Linked DNA regions of Danio rerio: region 2 is linked to region 1. A link is a contact called in public Hi-C data. All regions are on one chromosome and are shown on one strand. Each heading gives the region's core, a stretch centred on a gene start, on an enhancer-like site or on the middle of the called end of the contact. The rest is flanking DNA. Distances are from core to core; before and after follow the strand shown.

Evidence for each region. A called contact is a pair of places that touch in the nucleus more often than the background predicts.
Region 2: a contact with region 1 is called in a Hi-C map of hematopoietic stem cells, with 4 times the contacts expected there. The contact joins the promoter of ndufs6 here to the promoter of med10 in region 1. A contact is called at or near these places in 2 of 18 Hi-C or Micro-C datasets (hematopoietic stem cells and an unstated tissue).

Annotation. Positions count from the first base shown.
Region 1 is chr19:30,386,461-30,390,200 of GRCz12tu, reverse strand. med10 (mediator complex subunit 10) reads right to left here and starts at 1,632. Exons shown (of 4, transcript NM_001017699.1): 1 at 1,392-1,632; 2 at 1,126-1,209; 3 at 121-223. The coding sequence starts at 1,513.
Region 2 is chr19:30,701,068-30,704,807 of GRCz12tu, reverse strand. It overlaps ndufs6 (NADH:ubiquinone oxidoreductase subunit S6), which reads left to right and starts at 2,153. Exons shown (of 4, transcript NM_001004651.1): 1 at 2,153-2,316. The coding sequence starts at 2,173. It overlaps mrpl36 (mitochondrial ribosomal protein L36), which reads right to left and starts at 1,907. Exons shown (of 2, transcript NM_001099257.1): 1 at 1,790-1,907.

The sequences.
Region 1 (3,740 bases), core at 383-2,882:
AACATTGCATATTCTATGATGTGACTATTGCAAATGATCACATTGTGATACCGATGCTGAAACTATATATTGTGCAGCCCTGAAATGCAACCTGAATGACAAAGCTGAACCAATACTCACAGTCAAGGTGTCAATCTTTCCTTTGACTTGTTCATTTTTAGCCAGTGCTCTTTCCAAGCACTCCTTGGTGTAGAGCTGTGGGTTACGACCCTGATCAATATACCTGCGGGCAAAAGGGAAAAACATCAATAATCTATAACAGCCATTTACATTTTTGCACAGATGTGACGTCTAATTTTTTTTAGCAATTTGGTATTTTAAAAGGTAGAGAATGTGGATGACTGTAAAAAATCTGACCACCATTTATATTTATTTTTAAGGTTTTTACAGTTGAGGGCATTTAAAGAACACTACCAGTCAAAAGTTTGGTTTTTCATGTTTTTCTGAGAAAATTATTTTTTTCATCAATTTATTAATTTATTTATTAAACGTAAAAATATATATATAGTTGAATTGTTAAATATTTATTAAAATTTGAAATAACTGTTTTCTCCTTGTATGCTATTTATTTATTTCTTATTTATTGCTAATAATAATAATTATTATTATTATTATTATTATTAATATTAGAGGGATTTCTGAAGGATCATGTAACTCTGAAGACTGGAGTAATGAAGCTGGAAATCCATCTTTAAAATCACTGGAATTAAATTAAATTATAAACTACTTTTGAACTGTTATTTTATAGTGCAATAACATTTCGCAATTTTACAATATGTACTGTATTTTTGGTTAAATAAATGCAGCCTTGGTGAGCAGGAGAAACTTATTATAAAACATTTAAAAAGTCTACTGGCCAGTAGTGTATAAACCATTTTGAGGGATGTGAACAAAAAACGATGGTCCCAATGTATTTCTTGTTTTACATTTTTAATTTCTATAGCATCCAAGAACCAAAAAAGAGCCACATATTGAAAAATAATGTTATGATAGCTGTTTTAGCATTAAATTGTGATTGAACTGCCTCTTGTTACGGTTAGGAAGTAGTTTGACAACAGGCAGGAAATGTTCATGGGCCAATGACATGTCCACATTGAACTGGACTATATTATATGCAAAACTCACTCGAACACTTCCAAAGGTACGTTGATATCATGAAGCTGCTGTCGACATTTCTCAATATCCTGAAGTCCTGTGATCATAAAGTTCCTGAAAAATAAATAACAAAATCATTTATTTTCCATCTAAATGAGGCAATACTACTGGTAAAGAGCCAGCAAATGCAACAGCTGAAACGTCGCCATTAGTTGCTAACGTTAGTAATTCTTTGTTAAAATCCAACAAAAGGGTTTGGGTTAGTATTAAAAAATAACATTGTGATTTTAACTCACAGTTTCTGGTTGAGTCCTGTTTGACTGCTGGGCTGGAAGTCGCTGACGATAATTCCGAGCTGTCGTATGTTTTCGACGAATTTTTCGAGGTGCTCCTCGAGGTTATCAAACTTCTCCGCCATGGCGAGGTTAATTTAACGTAAATTTAAGCGCACGGTCGATTAAATAAGAATATAACTGTATACTTATTGACAAAAGATAGTCATCCGCTCACTTAGCGTAGCTCCCATGACAGCAAACTGCTTTCCGGCTGCCTTCCATCCAATAGTGTGCGAGAATGGACTGTCACCCGGGTAACAGAGCTTTCGTTGTGCTGTAAAGCATTTCTAAATGCTGCAAAGACGCTGTTGTTAAACGTTCTAGAAAGCGTCGTAAAGAAACATGGTGGAGATAATTCAGTGGTCGAGACTGAATGTAAAACAAAACAACTTATAGGCAATAAAATGTTAAATGCTGATGACATGCTCTGCTTGTGCACTGTTGTGTGCAATGCAACGTTCAAGAGAAGGTGTTGTATTGACTTGTTTGCAGCCTGATGCATGTTTAACCCCTTACTGACAAACACAGGGCAAATACGCTTTATTTGTTTATTTATTTGTTTGCTCGTTTATTTATTTATTTAATCCCTTACTTACTGGAATTTGGCTGAGAGAAACTAAAAATACAAGTTACTGTGATATTAGTTTTTCTCAGTCTCCATTTCTCAGATCAGAACTGAAATTCTCAAATCTTCCTGTTCAATCTTCACATCACTGTCAGTTGTGCACATCAAAAATGCAGTTTCTCATTCCTTTGAACAAGTTGCAAATGCTTTTGTAAATCATGCAAAAGATCTAAATTTATTATTTTGGTCTCTGTCTGAATAGTCTCACCCCCACAACATTTAATCGTTTGTTCATGGCATAATTCTGTACATGCAAAGTTGTCTTAATATTTCGTCATAATGCATTTTTCTTTCTTTTTAAAACAAATCTGTCTACAATTGATATTTCTCCCAGGTGAATCTTGACTTTTTCTAATGAAGGTGCATCTCAAAGAAGATTTGTATGGTTACATTTCGACTTTTGTCAAGTTTTTTCTTTGTGCCATGCAGTGCTAGATAGATAGATAGATAGATAGATAGATAGATAGATAGATAGATAGATAGATAGATAGATAGATAGATAGATAGATAGATAGATAGATAGATAGATAGATAGATAGATAGAGATTCATAAAAAAGTGCTTACATATACCATATTGAATTCAGATATCTTAAAAGCACATTTTTATCATATAAACTCAAATTAGGTCACTATTTTCAAGACTATTGCTTATACAATGGTTTCTTAATTAATGTTCATATTTACAAATAAACATTTAAAAAATGGCAAGCCTTGTTTCACAATACGTAAGGAGATTTAAATGTGCATAAAACCAGGTCAAAAAAATGTTGTAATACATAACTATTATAGTCATACTGATAATTGTGTTCTTATAATTATGTGTGTGTGTGTGTGTGTGTGTGTGTGTGTGTGTGTGTGTGTGTGTGTGTGTGTGTGTGTGTGTGTGTGTGTGTCTGTTTGTGTGTGTGTGTGTGTGTGTGTGTGTGTGTGTGTGTGTGTGTATGTGTGTGTGTGTGTGTTTGTGACATATCAGGACATAAATCTGTATAATGACATGGGTATGACACAGGTATTACAAAAAGGAGGTGAAATATGAGGACATTAGTGACGTCCTCATTTCTCAAAATGCTTATAAATCCTACAGAATGAGTTTAATCAGAGAGTAAAGCTGCACACAGTCTCCTGTGATGGTTGGGTTTAGGGGTGGGGTGGGGTGAGGGCAATATAATATACGGTTTGGACAGTATAAAATGAATGGAAACCTATGTAATGTCCCCACTTTTCGCAAAAACAAAAGTGTGTGTGTGAGTGTGTTATTATTATAATTAACAAATATGATACATACAAATATTAAGGAATGTAATAAATGCAAGAAGAGTCTAAAGGTATAAAAAATTTGAGCTTTAAAAAACATTATAGCAGGAAAAAAGGTGTGTTTGGGTGAAATGCTTAAAATACTTGTATTAAACACAGAAAACCTGACAAATTACTTTAAATAAAACATCTGAACAATGTCTGTAGTAACCATAAATGGAGTAAATGACTCCAGTCCACTGAATTATCAAAAAATTACACAATTCGCTTTGCACTGTGGGCACATCACTACCTCAAGTGTGCATTTTTGTTCTAATAATATTTAAATGCCCTGTCATCAATCATTCCTAACAAAACCGTCAAGTTCAGAATATGAAGAGTTCAGATGCAAAAACCCAGCTGGAAAAAAAAAACTGCCATCTGAAATTCC
Region 2 (3,740 bases), core at 904-3,403, 310 kb before region 1:
CACCGTCAGACCACCCAAGAAGTTATTTGTATTTCAATAAGACACTAAATGAGCAATTCCAGCGTTATGGGGTGACATTTGCAGTTAAAATTTAAAACTTAAATTACGGAGAAAGTATATGTTATTATATTGAAACATCTGTTTATATTTTCCCAAACAACTAACCACAGAGTTATGGGATCAATCTGTAAACATTTTTGTATTATTAATGAGGAAAGTAAACATGCGTTATGAATCATGTGCCAAAAAAAGTCTGGAGTTTACAGTTTACAACATACTCTGTAGAAATTCTGTGAATTAAACTGCACAACCCAAAATAAATAAAGCTACTCAAAAGGATAAAAGTTGCTCTATATCGAACAAACATTATAGATCTGATTTTATTTGACATTTTTGCATTTATTATTAAGTTTCGTTATAGATAGGCACCTCTCTGTTATGGATGTAACAGATGTGAAATTGGTTCCTGTGTGACTTTGCTATATTAAATACAATAATTTAAAAACATTGACAAAGACATTTTTGAGTAGTTTTTAAGTACTGTAAAATACTTGCTTAACCAAAAATGTAGAAACTAATTCATTCCTACATATTATGTGCCTTCCAGAAAATGTGCATCTTGTGAGGGAAGATGTAAGTATTGCACTATTGACACTCAGATTAACATGTATATTAATGAAAAAAATGAAACAGCATAAATGCTCAGACATGTAGTAACGTTAAAATTATGAAGCGTTACCTTGGTAAATGGCTGCACAGTTTAAAGTCTTTGAATCTCATCATGATTATTGTCCCAAACACACAAAAAAAAAAAAAAAAAAAAAAAAATATATATATATATATATATATATATATATATATATATATATATATATATATATATATATATATATATAGTAGTAATGTTTCATATTACATAATAATATATACTTCTTTGACATTGACTTAATATTTATTTATTTTTATTTATTTATTTATTTTATTGCAATAATAACAGTACATTACAACAAATACAGATACAAAACTGAAAGTAGTATGGTACAATCAATAGGAATATTACTTTTTGAAATAAGTGGAATGTAACAAAATTAAAACAAATATAGGTAAAACTAAATAAAGACAACGAGAGAAAGAAAAAAAGAAATATTAAGGGCACATGACAAGGATAAAACTAACTATTGCAGAATATCAAATAAAACACATATTTTATAAAGTTTTAATAGCTTTCTTGTTGCGAGAGTCTGTGATGGTTTATAAATAAAGAGCTAGTTCTCGTTTAAAAAAATAAAAAATAGGCTTACAATGAGTATATTTGCAATTGTGTATAGAAAAAAAACTTTCCAATAATTAAAATAAAGTTTATGCAAAAAGTTTGAATAAAGGAATTGCTTCCTTTAATATAAAACCCCAAAACAACATGTCTATAGCTTTCACAGAAAAAGCAAGAGATGTCAATGTCAATTTTTAATTTTTGTAAAAATTGTTTTTGACTTAATATTTACTTGACCCTTTAAAAGCTAAGTTGGCATGTAAATGTTTTCTCCCATAACTGTCAGCTAGTATTCAGAGCATTCCAAAATAAATGTTCTAATCTTATTCACAAATACAAAAACGTCCAAGTCTTCGTTGCTAACAAGACAATTAGCATGATTTTTTTTTTTGGAAAAAGTCTCACGTTGTGGGCCGCTGACTAGCTTTGCAGGCCAAACACTGTTCTAAAACACGTGAACGTGTTCAATTCAAGAAGTTGCAGTAATATTTTCAACAATTAAATATATTTAATGCATACCTGTCTGAATATGCAGATAGAAACGCGTGTATTTAAGCGTTTTTATCCAAGATACATCAGTGCGAGGGTAGCATGCTTTTCAGACGCAAGAAAACCCATCCAGTTCCTGTGACGCAATGACTTTGTGGGAAAGTCATACCGCACGCATGCGCATTATACTCTCCGAAATCTTCCCTCAAACCTGTGTATGTAAAGATTTGTTTGGATATATAAAATACCCAATGGATCTGCTAAGTACAGGCGCATAATATACTCTAAAGGAACTCGTTTATACGAACAATTCAAAGAATTATAAAATAATGAATTTGTTGCCGACCAACAGGGGTCAGCAGAGAGTTATGAAGAGCAAAGCAAAGGCTGCTGGGTAATGATCACAGGCAAACATGGCAGCCATCCTTCCAAGGATCTTGTCCTTCGGTAAAAATACGAAGGTTTTGCTCAACTGTTTGAGATTATCAGCAGTTCCAGTTCAGCAGTACAGTGTTCCGGTTTCTAACCATGGAGAAATAATTACCCACACGGGACAGGTGAGGCTGGATCTAAAGGACACTGTGCAGCACGTCTGTTTATTACTGTTAGCATTTGTTGTGAGAACTGAGGCTTATATCTGGCGTAATAGACTATAGAGTAAGCATTAATAGCTGATATTTTGTGCATTTAGTGGCAACTTAATGGTAAAAGACTGCATTGTACTGATAAAACTGATTAAATGGAGTAAAATACAACCAGAAAAAAATCAATTCAAGTTGCTACCCAGTTAAAGGTTGTAAAAATTACAGTTAAAATAATTTAAAGTTCAAATACAAAAATATTTTTTGCTTGGAATTGTTTGTTCATAGTGTTTTTTTAAGAAAATGTCAAAGTAATACAATTAATAAAAACCTTTATTCTCTTGTGTAGATAATATAGTGTAATATAGATAGTAACCAAATTTACTCTTCAGTATACACTTCACTTTAGTTGGTGCTATATTGAGAGAAAAAAATCGTTCAAAGAGAGTAAAATGTACTTAAAGCTAGATATTGCACAGTAAACTTTAATTCAAGTAGAAATTGATCAACAACGTTATTTTACAAAACAATTCTACTTAACTGCATACATTTAATTGTTAGCAGTTTTTTGTACTTGTTTTATTTATCGCCTTTTTTTGTATTTGATTTTTTGGTACCAGTTTTTTTGTATTCAATTCGATTTTTTTGTATTCGATTTGTTTGTAGCAGTTTTTTGTTTTCAATTCAGTTTTTGTATTCGTTTTACTTGTAGCAGTTTTTTGTATACAATTTATTTGTAGCAGTTTTTTTGTATTTAATTTGATTTAATTGTAGAAGATTTTGTATTCAATTACATTTTTGTATTCGAACATTTGTAGCGGTTTTTTATATTCAATTAGATTTTTTGTATTAGTTTTATTTGTAGCATTTTTTGTATTTAATTCCATTATTGTATTCGATTATTTGTTGCAGGTTTTTTCTATTCAATTAGATTTTTTGTATTCAATTTATTTATAGCAGTTTTTTTGTATTTAATTCGATTTTTGCATTTGATTTATTTGTAACCTTTTTTGTATTCAATTACATTTTTTTGTATTTGATCTATTTTTTTTCCATTCGATTTATAGCAGTTATTTTGTATTTTGTGCATTTAGTTGCAACCTAATGATAAAACTCACTAAATAGAGTAAATACAACTACGAAAAAATCAACTCTAGTAGCTACCGAATCAAAGGTTGTAGAAATTATGGTTTAAATAGTTTAAAGTTCAAAAACATAAATATATTTTGCTTGGAATTTTTTGTTTATAATGTTTTTTAAGAAAATGTCAAAGCAATACAATTCATAAAAACCTTTATTACTTCCCTTGTGTACATAATATCGTGTAATATAGATAGTAACCAAATTTACTCTTCAGTATACACTTCACCTCAGTGTATATTAAGGGGAAAAATCATTCA